Regions from separate parts of the Triticum aestivum genome. Here region 2 is linked to region 1. The links are chromatin contacts, called in public Hi-C maps. All regions are on one chromosome and are shown on one strand. Each heading gives the region's core, a stretch centred on a gene start, on an enhancer-like site or on the middle of the called end of the contact. The rest is flanking DNA. Distances are from core to core; before and after follow the strand shown. Region 1 holds the start of LOC123110437 (auxin-responsive protein IAA30). Region 2 overlaps LOC123110439 (probable serine/threonine-protein kinase PBL15).

What was found. Hi-C and Micro-C count contacts between places; a contact is called where the count stands out from the background.
Region 2: a Hi-C map of leaf shows a contact between it and region 1, with 6 times the contacts expected there. The contact joins the enhancer-like site here to the promoter of LOC123110437 in region 1. A contact is called at or near these places in 3 of 5 Hi-C or Micro-C datasets (leaf and an unstated tissue).

Annotation. Positions count from the first base shown.
Region 1 is chr5B:65,290,025-65,296,198 of IWGSC CS RefSeq v2.1, forward strand. It overlaps LOC123110437 (auxin-responsive protein IAA30), which reads right to left and starts at 2,738. Exons shown (of 5, transcript XM_044530942.1): 1 at 2,223-2,738; 2 at 894-1,096. The coding sequence starts at 2,545.
Region 2 is chr5B:65,650,098-65,656,271 of IWGSC CS RefSeq v2.1, forward strand. LOC123110439 (probable serine/threonine-protein kinase PBL15) reads right to left here. Exons shown (of 10, transcript XM_044530944.1): 10 at 6,005-6,174. The coding sequence ends at 6,020. It also overlaps the pseudogene LOC123114642. Among protein-coding and RNA genes, the nearest start is that of LOC123110439, 14 kb to the right of the region's middle. Within about 2 kb of position 3,479, at least 3 of the 8 cell types and tissues checked have an H3K27ac peak or open chromatin away from gene starts, as enhancers often do.

The DNA.
Region 1 (6,174 bases), core at 1,488-3,987:
AGTGCCGAATAAAGTTCCGTATCAAATCAACGGGCCACAAATCTACAATCACCACAACAGAGAAAAACCAATAATTGTTGTTTTTGGGAAACCGACCATTGGTTGCATCTTTTTCAAGATGCACGCTCCAACATGTTGGATTATTGCTTACTGGGTATCAAGTTACAACGACTCATGCTAATCATGAACCAACCAAAGATAGCTAGCTGAGTGAGCAGATGCCATGATCATGATCATGAGCTTGCTAGCTGTTGTGTACATATGGTAGAGAGACAAGGACAATATGCCACAGACAGGGAAGACACCTACCAAGGAATAGGATCGATGCAAATCATGCACACCCTGGCAAAACCACATGGTGACCACCACCATACATGCAAATGGAAGTGCAATCATATACGCAAGTCATGCATGCATGTACCATATATAGCCAGTAACTTCATAAATATGTTCTGATCTTTTTTGTGTATAAAAGTTCAGGAACACTACAGCTAGATACTACTCCCTCCGTTCCTAAATACTTGTCTTTATAGAGATTTCAACAAGTGACTACATACGGTGCAAAATGAGTGAATCTACACTTTAAAATATGTCTACATACATCCGTATGTTGAGTCCATTTGAAATGCCTAGAAAGACAAGTATTTGGGAACGGAGGGAGTAGATAGAAAACAAAAGCTAGATAGATAGCAATCTTGTAATAAATAAATGGGACTAGGGTTTAGGAAACACAGTTCTAGAAAATTCAGCGGTCTAATATGCACACTTTTTTTTGACTTTTTTACACACTTATATATACGCTCGCGTGAAATTTCGGTGTTCCGAACGGGCCGAGGTAGCATGAGAAATATGTAGTATTGTGTTAGAGATATGTAGAAAAGAAGCATGCATACCGATGGTGAAGGAGCTGAACATCTTCTCGAGGGCCTTGGAGAGGTCCTGGTAGGTCTTGTACATGTTGAGGTCCACCTTGCGCAGGTAGGGCGCGCCGTCCATGCTCACCTTGACGAACGCCGCCGCTGCCGCCGGCGACGACTTCTCCGCCAGGATGTTCTTCCGGAACGACCGGACCGGAGGCCACCCCACCACCTGCGCCCTGGATAAAATTAACCACCCAAACGATTTGGTTAGTTTTAAACATGTTATGTTAAACTAACATACACAGATGCATGGGTTTCTTTCATGATCCATGGGTTGCAAATATATATAAATTCAGATCCATTTTGTTCCCCCTTTTCTTCGCTCTTCTATGAAATGAAAACTTTTGTGGCAACGCATGACATGCATGCAACCTTTGTCCTCTCGTTTTTGTTATCCACACATGGCACATACATCTCCACAGCACATTTTCAACTGTTTACTCAGATGAATAAAAACAAAAACTACTGCATGTTGGTTACTTTTTACCTACCTTTTTCTTCTTCTTCATACTATATATATCTACTAAAGGTCTAAAGTGACACAGAATATATATAGAATGTGATAAGTTTCAGCTTGATTTGTACAAGAGGGAGGAGATCGGGGGCAGATAGATCTAGAACGCCGAACCCAACAAGGTGGGGCCATGCCATATCTTGATACAGTGGATGCCAATGCCATGGCCGGGAAGGGGCAGTATGGGCAATATGACAATCTATTATCTTTCTCCTTGCCATTGTAGCGTGAGGACAGGATACGAGTGATATGGGGATGATGGCGACGTGGACCAAAAAAGTAAACCGTGCGAGAGGGAGGGAGGGGCAGCAGTGCAGTGGAGTGCAGTGTGCGTGGCTTTCTTTTATCGTGTCGGCACTAGGCACTGTCCCCCACTGCCCCACACGTAACATGCTGCTGTCTCTCTGCTGGCTACCGCTGCTGCCGCTGCAGATGGAGATGGATGGATGAATCTCTCCGTAGATCTCACCCATCATCTCCTCTCTACTCATCCATGATCAGCCCTCGATCTGATGATCACCGGCCGTGATTGAACATGCATGGACTAGTACAAGCTAAGCTAGATCGATCATGGCAAGAGAAGCAGAGCGACTCATGCCGTTAACTGCCCGTTAATCAAGTTGGTTTTGCTCGCAAACTAGTTAGTTAGGCTCGCGTTTTTATGTTTTGTTTTGTTTTTTGAAAGCTTGCGGTACGAAGAGCTTAAGACGAGCAGAGCTGAGCTGCATGCAGAGCAGAGCGTAGCAGAGAGATGGGTGGAGTGGAGATAGAGATGGAGATGCACGTACTTGGGAGCGCGCGGCTTCTCGGCGGGGTCGGGCAGCGCGGCGGTGGTGACGACGCTGCTCTGGCTCGGCGACCTCTTCATCTTCCCTCCGCCGGCGTCGGTCGCCGTCTCCTCCTGGTTCTCTGCCGCCGCGGCGGCGACCACGGCCACGTCGGCCCGATCCTCCTCGGCCGGCGCCTCCTCGCCGGCCGGCTCCAGCTTGAGCTTCAGGTCGATGGTCTCGGCGAAGCCCCTCTTGCCGGAGGAGCTCCTCGCCTCCCCCTCGCCGCCGCCGGGCAGGCCGAGCCGGAGCTCGGTCGCCTCGAAGCCCAGGTCCGCCGCCATTGCTAGCTGGCTCAGCTCCTCGCTTCTTCTTCTTCTTCCGCTGCTGCTGCTGCTTGGTTTGCTTCGCTCCTTTCTGCGTTTCTCGGCGAGCTTTTGGGGTTCGGTTTGGCTGTTTTGAGAGGCTGCAATGCGAAAGGCGAGCGATGCAAATGCGGATGGAAATAGATAAAGAGAGTGAGAGAGGAGGGAGGGGGGCAGGCAGAAATAATAATGGCAGCGAGGGTGTTGGTGTGGGCGTGTAGAATAATAGGGCCATGATAATGCATGGCCAGCCTCTTTTGCGCCTTAGCCCCTCTGCTAATATTTTTGATTTGTTCTCTAGAGCTATTCATTTGTTTAGGCGCCTTAGACTCAGCTTGTTGTCGATGGAGTATTATATGCTAACTTATTTTATAATCTGTGGTGGAGAATAGATATAAAATCTAAAAAATTAATTGATTATACAGATAATGTATAACACATACAAAAACTTGTTAAGAGGAACTAGATTACCATGATCCACAATACGGTGCTAGCGCAATGCTATTGCTATTGTGCATAATATACCACAATTAATTAGTTCCTGAGAGGAGATGGACCGAGTGGATATGTGGACTGCTTGCCACCTCGACGACGAAAATTGCGGTAAACGGGGTGCCGGATGAGACGATATATAATGCATGTGGGCTGAGACAAGGAGATCCGATTTCCCCCATGCTTTTCATCCTCTGTATGGAGCCTCTACAAGCCTTGTTCAGCAAGGCCACGGATCAGGGCATCTTTGCCCCCCTTGCTGCAAATGGAGTGCACCAGCGATTGTCCATGTTCGCCGACGATGTCATGTTGTTTTTCAAGCCCGTGGCTCAGGAAATCAGAGCTTGCAGAAAGATCCTGGAGCTGTTTGGGGCTGCCTCAGGCCTTGTGGTGAACCTTGCTAAGAGTGCGGCACTACCTATCCGTTGCTCAACGGAGGAGCTTGAGGCAGTTTGCACATCCTTAGACTGCACGAAGGCATCTTTCCCTTGTAAGTACCTTGGACTACCGCTCTCAATCAGAAAGGCCACCCCGGCACAGTTCCATTACTTGGTGGAGAAATTCGCTAGCCGCCTGCCCAACTGGAAGGCCGCTACCTTACCAAAAAGTGGACGGCTCATCCTCATTCTCTCTGGACTATGTGCAATCCCAATTCATGCCATGCTCGCCATGAACATACCTCCGAAGACCCTCACCGCCCTGACGAAGATCTGTCGGGGTTTCCTCTGGTGTGGTAAGATGGACGCGTGCGGTGGTAATTGCGCCGTGGCGTGGGATCTGGTTTGCCGCCCTAAGTGGGCAGGAGGACTCGGCATACCAAATCTGAGATGGTTGAACATCGCGATGATGGCCAGGACGCCGTGGTTACAACGTACAGATCATACTAGGCCATGGGCAGATTTCCAAATCACAATCCCAGCAGAGTCAAGGGCGCTCTTTCGTGCGGCGACAACAGCTTCAGTAGGGCATGGGCAAGACACACGTTTTTGGGAAGACAAGTGGATCGACGGCTTCAGAGTCCAGGACCTGGCACCCATGATTTACTCCAAGGTATCGAGACATGCGAGGTCCTCAAGAACAGTTGCAGATGCGCTCACGAATCATGCATGGGCGGCGGACATTGGGCCTGAACTTTCGGCAGGCATGCTCGGACAGTTCCTGGCATTATGGCAGCGGGTTGAGGGTGTGACCCTCGATGAGGACGCACCGGACAAGATTCTTTGGGCGTGGGAGAAGGATGGCAGGTTCTCAGCGCGATCGGCATACGCGGCCAAGTTTGCGGGGCTTGAGACTGCTCCAATGGCAGAGTTCACGTGGGCGTCGCAGGCGCCCTTACAGCTTCGGTTCTTCGTCTGGCTGGCCATGAAAAATAGATGTTGGACCTCCGACCGCATGGCTAGGAGGGGCCTCCCTCACCAAAGCTCGTGTCCTTTCTGTGGCCAGCACGAGGAGACTATCGCTCACATCATGATCGGATGTGCTTTCGCTCGAGAGGTTTGGAGCAAGGTGTGCCTGGCCTTGGGACGGCCAGAAAGTGCTCCAACGGCGATGGAGTCGCTCCCGGAGTGGTGCATCAGGCAGGACGACACCAGGCATCACCGGAAATTGGCTAGGACGATCTTTATCTTGGTCCTATGGAAGCTGTGGATCCATCGAAATGCCGTGGTCTTTGACGGGGAGGCGCCATCCACGCGAGAGGTGCTAAAGAGCATTGATAACGAAGCAAGGGCATGGAAGCAGGCAGGACTATTACGAGGGGAAGTCGAGGGGTTCATGTTGGGCCTTGCGCTGTGGGCGAGTAGCGAGTAATCCGCCAAATAGCTAGTCGGGTGGAGTGGCCGAAGGCTACCTGTAAATAACGTTGTACTATCGTGTGTGGAGGGTTTCTACCCTTTCCTTCTTTAATATATGATACGCACACTCGTGCGTATTCGAGAAAAAAAAATTAGTTCCTGAGACAATTCTGTAGTTAAACATATTATTATCACAACTTAAGTACAAAATTATTGCCGTCTCGATGGTGTGGCTAGTGCCGTCGCCTCGTCGAAGTGTGTGTGGAGGCGTGCCTCCCTTGCATCTCGTGCGATTTCGTTAGTGTTGGTCTTTGATGTATCTGTTTGGATTCAATATTTGTCAGTTCCGGTAGGGAGGGGCGATGACGGCGACACTTTCGGCTCATAGAATACTTGTGGTCATCGCTAGGTGGTTCATGGACCTAGTTGTATTTTTTGTTACCTCGGATGTTCTCACCGCTATTATTGATTATGAATCGATCAAAAGTTTCTCTTCTGAGGAGGAAAAGTGCAAAACTATCAAGGGCTCCTTTGATTCAAAGGAATTTTATAGGATTATCGGAGGATTGAAATCTTTAGGATTCTTTCTTATGTTGGTCCTTTGATTCGTAGGATTGAATCCCACAGGAATTTTTTCTATGAAATCTTTTGTACTACATTTCATAAAAAATCTAACATCCACTCCAACCTCTTTTTACAATTCTTTTGTTTTTCCTGTGCCATCAAACACTCATTGCTAATCCTATGAGATTCAAGTGGACATGCCACTTTAATTCTATACTTTTCTTATTCCTACATTTTCAAAATCTTACGAATCAAAAAGGCCCCAAATTTCTGATGAAGAAATACACATGGATATAGCTGATCATATGGTGCAATTTTGTTTTAGTGCTTCCGACTGCTAAAGCACACATGTAACAATGGCACAAAGGTAAGACGCAGTTTAACGTGTTGAAAACAAGATTATCAAGTATCGACCGAACCTTAACAAACAAAAAAAATTAATAATAAAGCGCGTATTAGTGCAGCTTGGTTTGCTGGTCGACCACTAAAACGAAACTATACAAGTAACGTGACGGTTACAAGAAAAAAAAAGCAACGTGACGCTTACACTTGTTTTCCCCTCTTTTTTTTTTGGAATGCATGTATGCAGTGGGCGCTCGAAAAAGAAAAAGGAAAGCAGGGGGAAATAGAAAAGGTGGGGTCACGTCGGGCTTTGCTGGGCTAGCTGGAGGCCAAGAAACCGCATGCGCTGTGTGACCGTGACCCCCACGCGCGAAAATGACCGCCTCGTGGGACCACCACGCGCGATCGCTCACCAGG
Region 2 (6,174 bases), core at 2,229-4,728, 360 kb after region 1:
ACATACTCCTCTGATGTGAGCAAGCTTCATGTTGTTCTCCTCTGATTCACACCATCTGATTTTCAAGCCTAGTCAGTTGTTGTATGCTGTTCGGCAAAGACCTGATCTCCTCACGGCGCATGATATGCAATTCCTTGAGAAAGGTAAGTTTTCCTAACCACTGAGGTAGTGATGTCATGCTTCTGCACTCAGACAGCCTTAGGTCCCGCAGAGATGTCAGCTCAGTTAACCATCTCGGCAATTCTGCCTGGTCGAAGCATAATGATAGAAGGGAGGAGAGCTGCTGGATAATCTTAGGTGAGGTGGTCAGATCACTGCAACCAGTGATAGTTAAACTCGGAGTACAGGGAGTCGGTGAAGCAACCTCCACTGATGCAAGGGCACCTTGCTGTTTTTGACAGTCAGTTTTGTTATTGGAGAAGAGGAAGCACCACTGTGTGATAGCACATTATCAGAATCTATTATCCGCAAAACCGTAGCTCTTGGTGCACATGGTTTTATCGTCAACTTGGCACATTGATCTATGGTCAATGCCCCAAGCTTAGGCTCGCCACTGGTATATGCCGTGTGCCACTCTTCCAAGCTCTCCATGCGGCACAGACCTAGCTCTCGTAGGTATGGTAGTTGACCAAGTGATGGTAGGTCATTGCAATTAGGAAAATCACAGAAATATAACTCAGAAAGATTAGGGAGATACTGCCTGATACCCATAAGCCAATCAGGAACGCTGACACTACTGTAACCAGTTATATGCAATACCCTTACACTGCTTGGTGGCACTAGTTTTTCCAACACCTCCTTGTCTTCCACAAACCTTGAAGCTGCTACAGTCCATTCAAATCTTAGCTCTTTAGTCTTTTGTTTCATTATCAGTTTTATACTGTGTGCCTCTTCTGCAGACTTCACATTTTCAAGTCTATATATCGTCAGCGCATAAGGATTTGTACACATATGCAAGCAGAAAATCCTTCCAGAGTTACATCTTGAAATACGCACCACAAAGTCAGCAGGAAGCTTCAATCTGTAGCAGCCTAACAGGTCCAATGTATGAAGCTTCGCGAGGTTGCCAATAATTTCTGGTATACAAAAAGACACTTGATTCTTAGACAGGTCCAGCTGTTCTAGATTAGAAAGAGTACATATAGTGTCAAGCAATCTGACAATGTCGTTTTCTGATGCCGGCACCATGGCGTTCATGCACCCCGATAGATTTAAATACCTGAGCTTAATTAGATTGCTAATGACCTTTGACAACCTTCTGATATGTTCCTCGTTACCTGATAAATTCAGATACTGAAGTTTGGTACAGCCACCCAAAGCTTCTGCTTCAGACATACTACAGTGTGATAAATTCAGATGAACCAGCTGCTTGAGCTCTGCAAATGATATTGGGAGTTCACGTATTTCAACACAGCCTGATAAATCAAGATGCATCATAGCTTTCATATCACCAATTGACTCCGGCAGTGCTGAGATTTTACCAGAGTCTCTAAGGTTCAGGTAATTTAACTGTGAGAGCTCAGTAATACAATTGGGAACCATTTCATATCGGATTTGTGGAGCATGAAGAAATCTCAACTGCTTCAATTGACCAATACAGTCAGGTAACTTCTTAATTAAGCATTCACTTAAATCCAAAACACGGAGGCACTTAGCTGACGAAAATGCACCATCACAAAGTTCTTGTCCGTAACAGCCCCTAAAGTGCAGCGAATATATATTTGCAGGAAAAGACAGCTGCAATGACTTGGTACAATCTGTGAGCAATGCATAGCAGCATTTGTTTCCCTCCATGTTAAGTTGATGGGCCAAAATCTCTCTTGCGAGATCATGCACTAGGTCATGCATCGTGAAGAATGTAATATATTTGTCTTCTTGTCTATAACCCTGCAGCAAAAAAAATTTGAAAAAATAATGTTGTTAGAATTTTGATTTGATTTCATTTTGTAGTGGTAAATTTATCCATGGAAATGCTGCCATATAACCGTAAAAAAAATGTACGTAAACATAGCAGTATATCCATGGAAGTACTTCCGTGTGGGTATGATATTTTCATGGCCATTAATATGGAACAATATTTTGTCGTTGTGAGTATAGTATCAGCTGAAAAGTTATTGGAAGACATGCAGTGGTCAAAGTTGTGCCTATTAGATCAAGCGAGAAAAGGGTCAACGCTAAATCCATAGAGGTTAAGACGAAGTTAGTTAGTGCAGTGGACTAAACAAACACTAGTCAAAGTTGAATGCGTGAGAAAAGCAGAGAGAGAGAGAGCACCGTGAACAATAGGCAAAAACGGAAGAAAAGAAAAAACAAATCAGCCAAAGATGGGGAGGGACCTCCTATTCAGCGCGTTCAGCGCCGCTGAACCAAACTGGCGCTCGCTGCGCCGCCTTAGTGGGCCGGCCCACGAACAAGCAACAACAGCGAAAAAATACCTAAAAAACTTGTCGCGCCGAGGATTCAAACATGTGTCGTTGCCTTGCAGTACGCAGTTGGCTTACCACTAGACCCGCTCATAAGACTGGCTAACATTACCGCGAAGGGTTTAAGGACAATTGCAGCCGCGCTGTTCCAAAATTACATGTTCACAGATTTAAAAAAGGTTCACGAATTTGTTTCAAAAAGAAAAGGTTCACTTATTCAAGAAAGCTAACGAAAATTGAAAAAAGTTCACTATTTCCAGATTTTTTTTCATAAATTTGAAAAAGTTCACTAATTCCAGAAAAGTTAGCGAAATTAAAAAAGTTCGTGAGTTTGAAAAAAGTTCATGAAAATTTTGGAAAAGTTCATCAAATACAAAATAGTTCAAGAAAATTGAAAAAGTTCATCGATTTTCACAAAGAGTTCATACAATTGAAAAAAATTCATCGGTTTTGAAAAAAAGTTCACCCATTTTCATGAAAGTTCACGAGTTTTGAAAAAAAATTCACAACTTTTGAAAAAAGTTCATTGATTTTGAAAATATAGTTCATCAATTTAAAAAAAGTTTATCGAATTCAAAAAAGGTTTACGAACTGAAAAATAGTTCATCGATTTTACCAAAACAAAGTAGCGAAAATTACAAAAGTTCGCGCATTTATTAATTATCAAGAAATGTAAGAATAAAAAGAAAGTAAAAAGAAAAAATCAAACAAAATCGTTCGAAAAAACAGTAAGTATTTACTCTCAAAAGAAGGTAATCAGTCAGATCCGAAGGAGTGTGTCGGTGGTTATCGCGGTGTTCTCGAAACCAGGAGATCGCTTGTTCGAATCCTACCTAGAGCGCTGTTTTTTCCGATTTATCAAAATGAGAAAACAAGTAAACGGGCCGGCCCAGCTTGCGGTAGGTGGTGTGCGCTGCAGGCGCCCGTTAACGAAATGCACGTTAACCGGCGCCTGCAGCGCCAAATAGGATTTCCCCAGGATGGGAAGTCTGAGACCTCCTCTTCGGCGCCTTATGCGCCGGTTGGCGCAACCGGCGCGCACTGCAGCTCGCGAATGGGCCGGCCCATGAACAGCAGGGGCAGTGCAAAAATGTATTCACATCGGAGAAAAAAGAAACGCAACTGCTGCTTCCATAAGGAATCGAACCGGCACCATTAAGGTCCTGTGCATGGTCAGCTAACCAGTAGACCAATACAGCCCTTACGAAAATCTTGCAACGCGAAAGGTTTAAGAACTACTTTAGAAAAATAGTATTTCTTTGGAAAAGAAATCTGAACAAATTTTGAATGTCCACAGAATTTAATAAACATCACAAATTAGAAAAAAAAAATTCATGTATTCGAAAAACATTGACGAATTCAAAAAGTTCATAAAAATTGGAAAAAGTTCATCAATTTTCAAAAAAATTCACGAATTCTGAAAAAACATTCATCGACTTTGGAAAAGTTCATCGTTTTTGAAAAAAAAATCATCGACTTTGGGAAAAGTTCATTGAATTTGAAAAAAGTTCATCGAATTTGAAAAAAAGTTCATCAAATTTGTGAAAACTTCATTGATTTTGAAAAAAGTTCATCGAATTTCAATAAAAGTTCATGGAATATGAAAAAAGTTCATCAAAATTTGAAAAAAAAACATCAAAAATGAAAAAAAGTTCACCGAATTTGAAAACAAATGAATTTGAAAAAAGTTCATCGAAATTGGAAAAAAGTTCATGGAATTTCAAAGAAGTTCATCAAAAATTTGAAAAAAGATCATCGAATTTGTAAAAAGTTCACCAATTTTGGAAAAAGTTCATTGGTTTTGAAAAAGTCATCAAATTTGAAAACAGTTTATCAATTTCCAAAAAAAAGTTCATCAAAAAAATGAACAGTTCACCAATTTTGAGAAAAGTTTATCAAATTTGAAAAATGGTTTATTGATTTTCGAAAGGTTGCATAGAAAAATTGTAAAACGTTAATCCATTTGAAAAAGGAAGAAGAGAAAAAAACAGAAAATAGAAAAAGGAAAAAAGGAAAAAAAGTAATGGAAAAAGGAAATACGAAAGAATAAAGGAAACAAAAGATATTACTTGTCCGCGCGGGTTGGGTGGCGTGGTGGTTAGTGCAGTATCCATTGGTGCAGGAGGTCTTGTGTTCGATTCTATCTGGGGTTCCTTTTTTGCGGTATAGAAACCATATAACAATGGGGAGATGGGCCGGCCCGTTAGTAGCGATAGGAGGGGGAGAGGGGTGTGCGCCCGTTAGCAGGAATGCCTGTAACGGGCGCTTAAGGCGCCGAATAGGAACCAGCGGGAAGTCTTCGTCCGGCTCAGAGGCGATCTGCTGGACCGAGAACGTGGAAAGGCCGACTACACAGAATATATAATGTAAAGGCCGAGAGGTTCCAAATGAACCCATCCTCGCCAAAGGGCCTCCATGATATCTACCTGGTGGATGAACTCGCAATCCCGTGCACGCTGATAGCAGCCAAAATGTCGCCACTCGAGCACCTGTGTTAACTAAAGCATCATGGGTGCCCTCCGACTAACGGTGGCAATCCCTCCGCCTTCCTATACGTAAATTTAAGAAGGGTAGTCGTCCTAAACGTTGAGTGATTGATTATATTTTAGCTACGTTGAGTGGTTGATTACCTAAATTATTCAGAAGAGAATTGTGTTGCTAATTTGGCCACTGCTGCCCAGTAGACGTACCAACTGGCAGCCCGCCAGATCTAATCCGATTCAACTCTGTCCCTCTATCCTACGGCGCCTTCGTTATCCGAGGGAGTTTCAGAGTGCAAATATATATTTGGCACACACTTATTGTGTATTGTATTAGGGTATGACCACTATTACAAATATTTTAAACTATTCATATTTGTTATCCGACAAAATTTGGCCAAAATGGAGAAATGATGTGTGCATAAATTTAACTTCGTACAATCCATGAATGTATATTCATTCACGTTTTTTTGTTAGTGAGCATAACACCGTACATTTGTACAACATACACATTTCTTAACTTTCCAATAAAATGTGAAAAAAATAATTGCAACAGGAGCATGTGCACTACAATGCTTCTGCTCCAGGAGTCATCGTGAAAACATACTATATGTGAGCTGGAATATCTAAGGTTGAAAGTAAGAGTAAAATTATGTTGTAACTCACCCAAGGTGCCTCTGAATATTGAAGGAAGGACATCCCCAAAAGTTGAGTGACATAATTCTCGCAGAGCTGCATAGAATCAAATATCCTAGATTGCTCGACGAATCCAAGAGCAATCCATTGGTGAATTAGATCATACTTGGCTATTTTGTGACCTTTTGGAAAGATTGCACAATAGGAAAAGCACAACTTCAACCAAGCAGACATGTGGCTGTAGCTTAGCTGTAAGGACGCAAGCACTTCATGGCCCATAGAAGTAGATAGATTCCAAATATGACTGTCTCTCATCGACTCCCATTCATCTGACCTCATGCCGTTCAACATGTATCCAAGTGATTGGGCCGCTAAGGCCACTCCTCCACACTTGGTGGCAATCTCCCTTCTTATATGCTCCAATTGTTCTTGGTCAATTCGGTCTTCAAAGTCAGCTTTTTGTTTTATTATAGTCCAACACTAATTAACGGTCAAAGTCTCCAACTTGTATGGTGCAACTGCAGGACTACAAAATTTCCTTGCTAGACCTCCATCACGTGTAGTTACTATAATCACCTTTCTTCCTAGGCCAAGCCCTAGCATAACCTTCATTTTATCTAACTCTTTTGGGTTCT